Regions from separate parts of the Oryctolagus cuniculus genome. Here region 1 is linked to region 2. Evidence: chromatin contacts called from public Hi-C data. All regions are on one chromosome and are shown on one strand. Each heading gives the region's core, a stretch centred on a gene start, on an enhancer-like site or on the middle of the called end of the contact. The rest is flanking DNA. Distances are from core to core; before and after follow the strand shown.

Region 1 (5,103 bases), core at 1,317-3,816, 100 kb after region 2:
TGAAGAGTGAACCAGTAGATGGAAGATTGAGTCTCTCTCCCTCTCTCTCTCTCTCTCTCTGCCTCCACTTCTGCCTCTCCTTCTCGGTAACTCTGACTTTCAAATAAATAAATAAATCTTACGGAAAAAAAAAAAGCGCATCCAGCTGTTGGCCCTGAGGTTTCCTTGTAGCTTGCCAGCACCTATTCTGTGAATTTTAAAGACGATGCTCCTAATGTTTATGTGTATCCAGGCACTGGCAAATGCATCTTGCCTTGTTGCTGGATTGTAAGCCACATCTCAGTTTCAGAATGTTCAATGCAGTCACCTTAGACACCATTAATGCTGGTATTTCACCTTGTTCATTTGATGGTTAAGTGCTGGGTTGATGAGATCCTTGTCCAGTGTCACACAATAATTAGTGGTAGCTGGGGCCAGAACATGATATGTGCTCCCCTGATGTTAGTAGGACTTGTGCTTGTTTGGTTTCTATTGGAATACAGCAACTGAAATTTAAAAGGAGGGCTTATGAATGAGAAAGAATTGCATTGCATGTGAAGAGACTAAACTAACTAGGAAGCCACAGCCTGACCATTCTGAGTACTTGGATTACTAAGGGATGGGAGTGACATTCTCTGTCCCTGCACGGCCCACCTGCAGCCTGTCTCTCCCCTCACTGCTCAGTGTTCGGTCTTTCCGTCTGCGTGCCTTACACAAAACATCTCCCATTTACAAGTTGTGGTGACTTTGCAGGCCCAACAGAATGAATTCCCATTCTGCACCCATGCCCCATCTTTGTCTTGGTTCTTTCCTCTCCCTCCCCATGGGCCCTCTCCTCCAGCCACACGCCAATGTCATGTACTTTCATACCTCCATTCATGCTGTTCTTCTAGAATGGCCCCTGTACACTCATGTCCACCTCATGACTGCTTCCTTCAAGGCTCAGACACAACCTCTTTCTCACAGTTTCCTTCAACCCCCCTCCCCCAACTTTATCTAGTAATGAGTCCATCATGTGGTTTGATTTCCCATTAACAAAAATTTATTTGATGGGGCCGGCACTGTGGCGTAGATGGTTAACACCCTGGCCTGCAATGCCAGCATCCTATATGGGCGTTGGTTCAAGTCCCAGCTGCTCCTCTTCTGATCCAGCTCTCTGCTATGGACTGGGAAAGCGGTGGAAGATGGCCCAAGTCCTTGGGCCCCTGCACCCACATGGGAGACCTGGAAGAAGTTCCTGGCTCCTGGCTTCGGATCAGTGCAACTCCGGCCGTTGCGGCCATCTGAGGAGTGAACCAGCGGATGGAAGACCTCTCTCCGTTTCTACCTCTCTCTGTAACTCTTTCAATTAAATAAAATCTTTAAAAAAATTTTGCTTGAATGGTAGAGGAGTTAGGGGTGCTGGGATCTCCCATTTGCTGATCAGTGCCCCAAATGCCTACAGCATTCCAGGCTGAAGCCAGGAGCCCAGAACTCAACCTGGGACTCCTATGTGGGTGGCAGGAACCCAAGTACTTAGGTTATTACCTGCACTATCCCAGGGCGCACATTAGCAGGAAGCTGGATCAGAAACAGAGTAGCTGGGACCTGAGCCAGGCTCTCTGACATAGGATTCCAGCATCTTAAGACTGCTGCACCAAATGCCGGCCCGCTCATGTGTTTTAAGCCAACATTGTAACTTACCTCTAGCACTTACCTGCTGTTTGTGAGTCTGTCACAGTTAACTGTGTCTCCTTGGGAGAAGGGGCCATGTCTTGTTTATCCTTGTGTTCCTGTTTTCTAGAACTATGCCTGGAAAGTGGGTGTAGAGCAGACGGTTGATTGCCGTGAAAGATCTGACCGATGTTAATATTTCCTAAGAGGACAGTCACTCAGGCACATTACTGTTTTCCTGAATGCAGTATTGTCTTTCTAGTGACGATCTGTAAAATCCTCTGCAGGGAGGAAGGTATTGAGTAAAAACTTCCCTTTGAGTGAAAGTTTAAGAGTGAGGTGGTATAAAAAAGAGGGAGTTGAAGTGAAAATGACCTAAGGGGTAAGGGAAAAGAAGTAGGGAGGATAGCAAATGAAACAACAAGAGATGGGGGCAGACATTCAGTGTAGGAGTGAAGATGCCACTTGGGACACTGACATCGCGTGTCAGAGTACCTGGGTTCAAGCCCCAGCTCCTCTCCGGATCCTAGCATCCCACAGAATAGCGCCCCGGGAAGCAGCAGGTGATGGCTTATATAGGTCCTTCTCACCCACATGGGAGGCCCAGATTGGACTAGCCTGGCCCAGCCCCAGCTGTTAGGGTTATTTGGGAAGTGAACTAGCAGATGAAGTTCTCTCCCTGTCTCTCTGCCTCTCAAATAAATAAATAATTTAAAATGTAGAATGGGAATAGAAATAGAGATAGAACGGAAGATGAAGGAAAGAGAAGTAGAACAAGGGGTGGCGTGGCCAGGATTGAGAATCTTTCTTAGTTTAAAGGCAGGGGAAGCACTGGACAATGCTTTCTCACACACACTCCAAACTCGCTCTCTCCTGAATGGATCGCATTTTGCATTCTTCACATCACTCTCTCCCTGAAAGGGCACAAGCGTGCTTCTTACAACTGACTTTCAATGAGTGCCTTGTTCTCCAGTGTTTGTCTACAGAAAGCTGGGGGAGGCAGAGTAAAGTGATGGGGAAGCACTCACTCCACTGGGGACCTCCCAGCCCTGTGGCCGCCAGCCACCTTCATCTCGGCATCGTCATCTGCTGACAGGAGTGATAACACTTGCCCAGGCTTCCTCACAGGGTGGTTGTAACGATCGAAACGAGTGACGTGACATGCACATATGAAAGCTGTCACGTTGCTGTGAAAACGGCAATAATCCTACCTTGCGGTTAAGTGATTTCACTGACAGCATGCTGTCCCGGTCACAGAAGGAAGATGCCAGTGTTTCTTTTTTCTTGGCAGTGTTCTGAGGTCTCAGGGAGCTGGCCCGCTGACACGTGCACGGCCCATGAGAAGGGCGTCCGGAAGCCATGGCCCTGCCCTTTCAGAAAGAGCTGGAGAAATACAAGAACATCGATGAAGATGAGCTGCTTGGCAAACTCTCAGAGGAGGAGCTGAAACAGTTGGAAAATGTTCTCGATGACCTAGATCCCGAGGTGAGTGACACGGAACCAGAGCAGAGCGGTTAATGAGAGCGTGGGATCAATGGCAGGCCCTGGTCCTTCAGCAACAGTGGAAATCCTTTAGCTCCAAGTGCAAATTCTGTGTCCTCCTAATTGGGTCTGAGTCACTGACTTTTCCAAATGCGCAAGTGACCGCAAAGCCACTTTCTGAGGACGGGCTAGTCGGACTTCAAACTCAGGGGAAAAGAAGGGAAGAGGAGGCACCGGAGTGCTGTGAGTCATGAGTGCTGGGTGCAGACGCCCTTGAGGTGAGCACCCTCATCCCCTCCTTATAAATGAGGAGAGAGACTGGAGCCGTAGTACACATAAGATCCCAGGCCAGACGTCAGAGATAGGTTTAAACCAGCTCTTTACCCCCAAATGCAGACTTCCAAATGCATCCATAATTCAAAATCTATCCTACAATAAAGGATAGAAGAATGACCATAGTCATAGCATCAAGTGAATATAAGTGGGGCTTCTAATATTTGTATGCGCTTTTGAAAAGCTATACCACTGATTTGTTGAGCATGCCCTTTCTTCAGCCCTTATAATAGTAATCTTTTCTTTTTTTAAAAAAGCTTTGTTTATTTATTTAGTTGAAAGAGTTTCAGAGAGAGAGAATCTTCTATCCACTGGTTCACTCCCCAAATGGCTGCAACAGCTAGCGCTGGGCCAAGCTGAAACCAGGAGCCTCGTCTGGGTCTCCCCAAACTCTTGGCCCATTTCTGCTAAGCTTTCCCAGGCCATTAGCAGAGAGCTAGATCAAAAGTGGAGCAGCCGAGACATGAACCAGCACTAATATGGGATGCCAGAGTTGCATGTGGCAGCTTTACCCGCTGTGCCACAGTGCCAACCTTGATGATGTTAATCTTAAACTTGGAATTGTAGACATCCAAAATAGTGATTTTACTGTAAATAAAATAACTAAAATAAAATTATTTATATTTTACTCTGATATGCTAAATACTTGGATGTTGTATTCACTTCAAGAAAGAGGAGTGTTCTAGTTTGGTATTCTTTTTTAAGATTTATTTATTTGAAAGGCAGAAATACAGAGAGAGGGAGAGATAGAGATCACCCATCTATCTATTAGTTCACACCAAATGGATGCAACAGCCAGGACTGGGTCAGACCAAAGCCAGGAGCCAGGAGCCTCCTCCAGGTCTCCCATATAGTTTCAGAGTCACAAGTACATGGGCCATCTTCCACTGCTTTCCCAGGTGCAGTAGCAGGGAACTGGATCAAAAGTGGAGCAGCCAGGACTTGCAGGTGCCCATATGGGATGCCAGCACTGCAGGCAGAAGCCTAACCTTCTATGCCACAGTGTTGGCCCCTTGGTTTGGTTTTGCTTTTAACTTAAGAAAGGAATACCAGGCCGGCGCCGCGGCTCACTAGGCTAATCCTCCACCTTGCGGCACCAGCACACCGGGTTCTAGTCCCGGTCGGGGCGCCGGATTCTGTCCCGGTTACCCCTCTTCCAGGCCAGCTCTCTGCTGTGGCCAGGGAGTGCAGTGGAGGATGGCCCAAAGTACTTGGGCCCTGCACCCCATGGGAGACCAGGAGAAGCACCTGGCTCCTGCCATTGGATCAGCGCGGTGCGCCGGCCGTGGCGGCCATTGGAGGGTAAACCAACGGCAAAGGAAGACCTTTCTCTCTGTCAGTCTCTCTCACTGTCCACTCTGCCTGTCAAAAAAAAAAAAAAAAAAAAAAAAAAGAAAGAAAGGAATACCAAAGTTTAGTCAAGCAGGCATCAACATCCACCATAATAGTCACTCATCTTCTTGGATGGATATGTAGGAGAGATGTTAGAAATGAGAGAGTGTAGGGGGCAGGTGTTGTGGCATAGTAAGTTAAGACGCAGGTTGCTCTGCTTCTGATCCTGCTTCCTGCTAATGCACCTGGGAAAACAGTGGAACATGACCGAAGTACTTGGGCCCTTCCACCCATGTGAGAAACCAGGATGGAGACGCTGGCTCC
Region 2 (5,568 bases), core at 2,207-4,706:
TCATGAATGCTCATTTCAATGTTTCCTCCCCTTTCATGTTTGAGCATTTCTATAATGATGTATGGAATCATAATTAACATAATAATTTTAATAATAGATGAAAATATCTTTCAGGATTCTATCTTCAAGACTCAGCTCAAAAGGTATTTTCTCCACTGGTGAATGAGCACATGACAATTTATCTATGTGTGTGCTCACAAATACACAAACAGCATTGACAAACTCAGTGTGCATGCTGTGTTGTCTATTTCATGATCTGATCTGTGTTAACACTACTTGTCTCATAAGTTTAACATATATTTTATTTTATTTGATGTTTGCAGTATTTTATACATGAAAGTAAAATAAATAATATTTCAATATTTTTAAAGTTCAATTTTTATATAATTTAACTTGCAAATTGTACATATGGGGTACTAAGTGATGTTTCGGAAGATAAATATATTGGGGAGGGCATTGTGTCACAGCGGGTTAAACTGCCTCTTTGGGATGCCTGAGTCCCACGATGGAATGCTGGTTCAAGTCTTTCCTCTTCTGATTTCAATACAGCTTCCTACTAGTGCAGCCTGAGGTACTTTGGCCCCAGCACATATGACACCTAGATGGGGTTCCAGGATCCTGGCTTCAACCTGGTCAAGCCCTGGCTGTTGTGGGAGTTTATCAGGAAATGGGAGATTCCTTCTCTCTCTCCCTCTTTGTCACTTTGCCTTTCAAGCAGATGAAAATAAATAAACACTTAAAAACACAAAAATATATACTGTATAATGTTCACATCAGGGTTTCTTTATGGTGAAATCATTTAAAATAATTTCTTCTAGCTTTTGAAAAGAAAAATGTATAGTAAATTATCATTATCAATAGACTATCATTGTGAAATAAAACACCAGAACTTCTTTATCCCATCTAACTGCAACTTAGTACCCATTAACAAAGCTTTCTAATCTTGCTATTAACAAAAGAGCCATCATCTTTTTGAAATCTTTCCATTCCATTATTTGTACTCCACCTGAACTTTGCACGTACAAAAGGAACCAATAACGCGCTCGTGTTTATTTGTTCATTTATATGCAAATGAGGACAGTGCATTGCACATGAAACTCAATAGTTGTTGCTACTATAATCACAGTCCTTTTTTTTTTTTTGGACAGGTAGAGTGGATAGTGTGAGAGAGAGACAGAGGGAAAGGTCTTCCTTTTGCCTTTGGTTCACCCTCCAATGACCACCGCGGCTGGCGCACTGCGGCCAGCGCACTGCGCTGATCCGAAGCCAGGAGCCAGGTGCTTATCCTGGTCTCCCATGGGGTGCAGGGCCCAAGCACCTGGGCCATCCTCCACTGCACTCCCTGGCCACAGCAGAGAGCTGGCCTGGAAGAGGGGCAACCAGGAAAGAATCCGGCGCCCCGACTGGGACTAGAACCCGGTGTGCCGGCGCCGCTAGGCGGAGGATTAGCCTAGTGAGCCGCGGCGCCGGCTTCACAGTCTTTTTTTTCTCCATGAAGCTATAAAGTGTTTTATCTTTGAATCCAGCAACAATGTCAATTCTTGGTGCATTCCAAGTGCTCAATAAACATCTGCTAAATGAATGTGTATACAAAAAAATCTCAGATCACTCCATTCCACCTATAAGCAAGTCTACTCGGATCATCCATAAAACTTAAGAACGTCAACTAATTCATGGCTTACAGTTTACTGGTGCTCCATAATCCCCATAATATGTTCCTAGATCTAGCATTATTTAGCACAATCACTTTGAGACCGAATGGCAGAGAAAGTTAAGATACCTTTTTTCTCTTAGGCAGGCAATTCAGTATATTCAATAGCCATCCCATACCTTCATTCCCCACCCTGAGCTTCTCCCAACTACAAACATATAATGAGGAGAGGAGTCCAGAATGGGACAACGGATCAGATGAGGCTGAGGGATTATGTCAGTGAGAATGAATCTTGGGATCAGTGGGTGGCTATTTTATATAATATTGGGAAATATTTCTTTAAGGCTGTACAAATTTCGTGACTTTGTTTTTTAGGCTACGTCAGAATACACTTGGCATCAAAATGACTTGTTTAAAACAAGTACTCTTTTGATCTCCACCGTAATAGCACGGTATAAACAGAGCCTGCCCTCTCTGTTTTAAAGAGGAATCCAAGGAAATGTATCCTTCATTCAGCTGGGCTTTTAAAAGATGACTTAATTTTTTTAAATGCAGTTTACTGGGATAATAAAGTTATGCTACCACTGCCAAGAAAGAGCCACTCGTTTTGAAGTAGCTGTTAGAAGTACTCTTAGATTCTTAAAGGAAGTATTTGAGTGACTTCCAAACCCCAAAACCTCCAAAATGAGGGAGCTGTGTTTGTCAGCTTGGTTGTTTGTTTGTTTTTAGGTACTTGAATAACTCACTTGCTCCTTGAAAAGGAGGGGTGTAGAAATCAAAGGACTGATTGTGCTGAACCCTTCTCTTCGGTCATTATTCAGAGTAGTTCCCGGCATGCCGCAGTCCAGGGGAAAGGGTCCAAGCTCTGTTTGAAAACCAGAGTTCACTCAGCATCCTGCTCACATTAGTGTTTTTTGTATTCATCACTTAAAAATCTTTTGATGGCTCTTTGTCTGCAATAACCTTAGACTTCCGGGAAAATGCTTAGAATATAAGAAGCATCTCCTAGATTTAGTTATGATGAAAAAATGCTTTTCATCACTCTGCCCTCTCTTGAACGACCCCTGGAAGAGCCTGGTCCTCAGGCATAATTGAATCCTGGGGAAGAATGTTACTGAAGTGCAGCGCGTGTGTGTGTGAAGGGAGAGTTTTTCACTTTGTGGGGGAAAGGATAAGCTTAGAATGAAACCAGCCCTTGCTGGTCATCTACACAGGACTGATGAGAATACTCACGGTTACGGGAACAGGCAACGATTTTTTGTTCTGTTTCAGCATGAGGAGAGGGAGAGTGTGTTGCAGCAATTTGACTCTGGAAAAAATGTTCCTTGAATTTCCCAATTCAAATAACTCCTAAGAGCTGCGACGTCTGCGAGAGCATCAAGAGGTGCTTGGTATATCAACACAAATCACAAAAGGCAGGGCCTTTCCAAGGATAACGGGAACATGTCTACCTTTTGAGTACAGGAGGTGGAGTGGAAAGAAGGGATTCCGGAGCAAATATAGCAGAAGAATCCCAAAGCAGAACTCTTTGCACAAGGTTAACTAACTCTCCCGAACAGGTGTACGGGCCGAGAAGACATTCGGACCCTGCGGTAAAGGTCAATTGGTAGGTTACGACAACGAAGTCAGGTTTACGGCAACGCGGCGGACCCCGGGTGCAGGAGCACCCCCAGGACTGCGGCAGGAGAACACGCTCCCGACCCGTCGCTCCTCCCCCGTCTCTTCCCCGGGTATCGGAGTAGCAGAGCAGTCGCTGACGCCATCCCGTCCCGCCTCTGGCTTGCATGGAGCATGCGCTCCCCTCCTCACTTCCTCTCCAGGGCCCAGCGAAGGTAGAGCTGTGCCCTAGCAGCCGCGCGGCTGGCTGCGCGTCACAGGAACTTCAGCACCCGCGGGGCGGACAGCGCTCGCCTTCCACCTGCTGGCAGGGCTGGCGCGCGCCCGCGGCCCTCCGCAGCGGCGCCGAGCTCCATTGGCCGTCACTCTTCCTCCCCGCACCCGCCCTTCTGCTTCTTCCTGTTTTTTACTCCTCCTTTTCATTCATAACAAAAGCTACAGCTCGCGGAGCCTGGCGCCAGGCGGTTTCTGAAGCTGAGCGTGAGAGAATGGGGTTCTTTTGGACCGGCACTTGGATTCTGGTGTTGGTGCTCCACAGCAGCCCGATTGAGGCTTTCCCCAAACCGGGAGGCGGCCAAGGTAGGCGGACACTTTTCTTCCCAGCCACCCGTTATTTCGCCGCGGAAGGGAGAGCTTGGTTGTAAATCTCCTTGCCTCGTTTTCTGGTCAAATCATAGCCGTGCATATTGACAGAGAAATCGATTTGAATTTAGAGGCAGAAGACGGATTTTTTCCCCCTCACTTTTCAAATGATCGAATGATAACGTGGATTGTTTATAAAATCTCAGTTTTTAAAGAGTTTTTCCACCTAAAGCGGCTTGGATTTTTCTTCTAGTTGTCTTACCATCTTTTTTAGATATTCTATTCATAATATGTGCAGCAGATGATGTAAGAACACCTACTGTGCCAATAACATCACGCCAAATTATGTTCTCCCTATAGTTGAGAAGAACTGGTAAGCCAAGTGTTAGAACTGTCTGTTAGATTCTGTTAAGTCAGGAAAATACGAAAAGCAAGGCGACATTGATAATCATTGGTATTGTATAATCTTGATCATCTTTGTTAATATATACTTTGTCTCATAAAAATACTTTCCTAATATTTTTTCTTTTCTTTTGAAGATTTTCTAAGAGACGTTTTGTCCAGTGCAGTATTAAATTTATATTTGTGTGTGTTTATTCTAGATAAATCTTTACATAATAGAGAACTAAGTGCAGAAAGACCTTTGAATGAACAGGTAGGTCAAAAGCAAAACTATAAATGCCATTTTATTTTGCTTTAGTTATTATTTAATGTAATTATACTGTAGTATTTTAAGCAATTGGAATTTATGGACTCAGCAGCTTAATAGTAAATTGGCAGAAATTAGAGTGGCAAATCTAGTTTTGGTAATTCTGTGCCCTAACCGTTATGTATACCAAGTACTGTATAAAATATAGAGCTGATCAATAACTCAAAAAGCTCAACACCATATCCACTCTATTGTAAGACTGCTTAATTTTCCAGAGAGTCATTGTTCACCAATATTATAGAAGAAAGAAATTCACGTTTATAGAGCTCTGATCTTTATCTCATTTAATCCTTTTTAACAAAGCTTTGAAACAGGAATGATCTATTTTTTACAAAAAAGAGAGATAAAATTCCACAGAGATGAAAACGTTTGGTTCTCATACTTGGTAAATGGTGGAACAATGACTTAAAACCAGGTCCTGTTTGTTTCACAGATTGCTGAAGCAGAAGCAGACAAGATTAAAAAAGCAAACCTTCCAGGTAAAAAGAAGTCATATTGATATTAATTTAAACAATGTAAGCTGTGAGAATCTTATCTAAAAGGGCTGTGTTGTGCTTGGGGCTCTTCCAGAGAACAAGCCAGGTGAAAGCAATTATTCTTTTGTGGATAACTTGAACCTACTAAAAGCAATAACAGAAAAGGAAAAAAATGAGAAGGAAAGACAACCCATAAGAAGCTCCCCATTTGATAATAAACTGAATGTGGAAGATGTTGATTCAACCAAGAATCGAAGACTGATTGATGATTATGATTCTACCAAGAGTGGATTGGATCAGAAATTTCAAGGTAAGTGAGAGATAAAGAAATTTTCTACCTATTTTCTCTAATTTTCCATTAATGGTTAAGAGAGAGTCCTGTGTTTAAAAAATATCTCTGCACATTCAGTCTTTTTTTGTCCATTTCCAAAACTGAAATAAAGCCTGAATTTAATGAGCAAAGCCCCAGCTTTACAGAGTCCCAAATGTTATTTTCCCTTTAAAGGTTGCTTTACTGATGTTTTGAAAAAAAA

What was found. Hi-C and Micro-C count contacts between places; a contact is called where the count stands out from the background.
Region 1: a contact with region 2 is called in a Hi-C map of skin fibroblasts, with 2.2 times the contacts expected there. The contact joins the enhancer-like site here to the promoter of SCG3 in region 2. A contact is called at or near these places in 2 of 6 Hi-C or Micro-C datasets (embryonic fibroblasts and skin fibroblasts).

The regions. Positions count from the first base shown.
Region 1 is chr12:74,479,440-74,484,542 of mOryCun1.1, forward strand. TMOD2 (tropomodulin 2) reads left to right here. Exons shown (of 10, transcript XM_002717767.5): 2 at 2,924-3,117. The coding sequence starts at 2,992. Among named protein-coding and RNA genes, the nearest start is that of TMOD2, 16 kb to the left of the region's middle. Within about 2 kb of position 2,567, at least 1 of the 8 cell types and tissues checked has an H3K27ac peak or open chromatin away from gene starts, as enhancers often do.
Region 2 is chr12:74,378,026-74,383,593 of mOryCun1.1, forward strand. It overlaps SCG3 (secretogranin III), which reads left to right and starts at 3,457. Exons shown (of 12, transcript XM_002717780.5): 1 at 3,457-3,847; 2 at 4,453-4,505; 3 at 4,993-5,038; 4 at 5,130-5,345. The coding sequence starts at 3,757.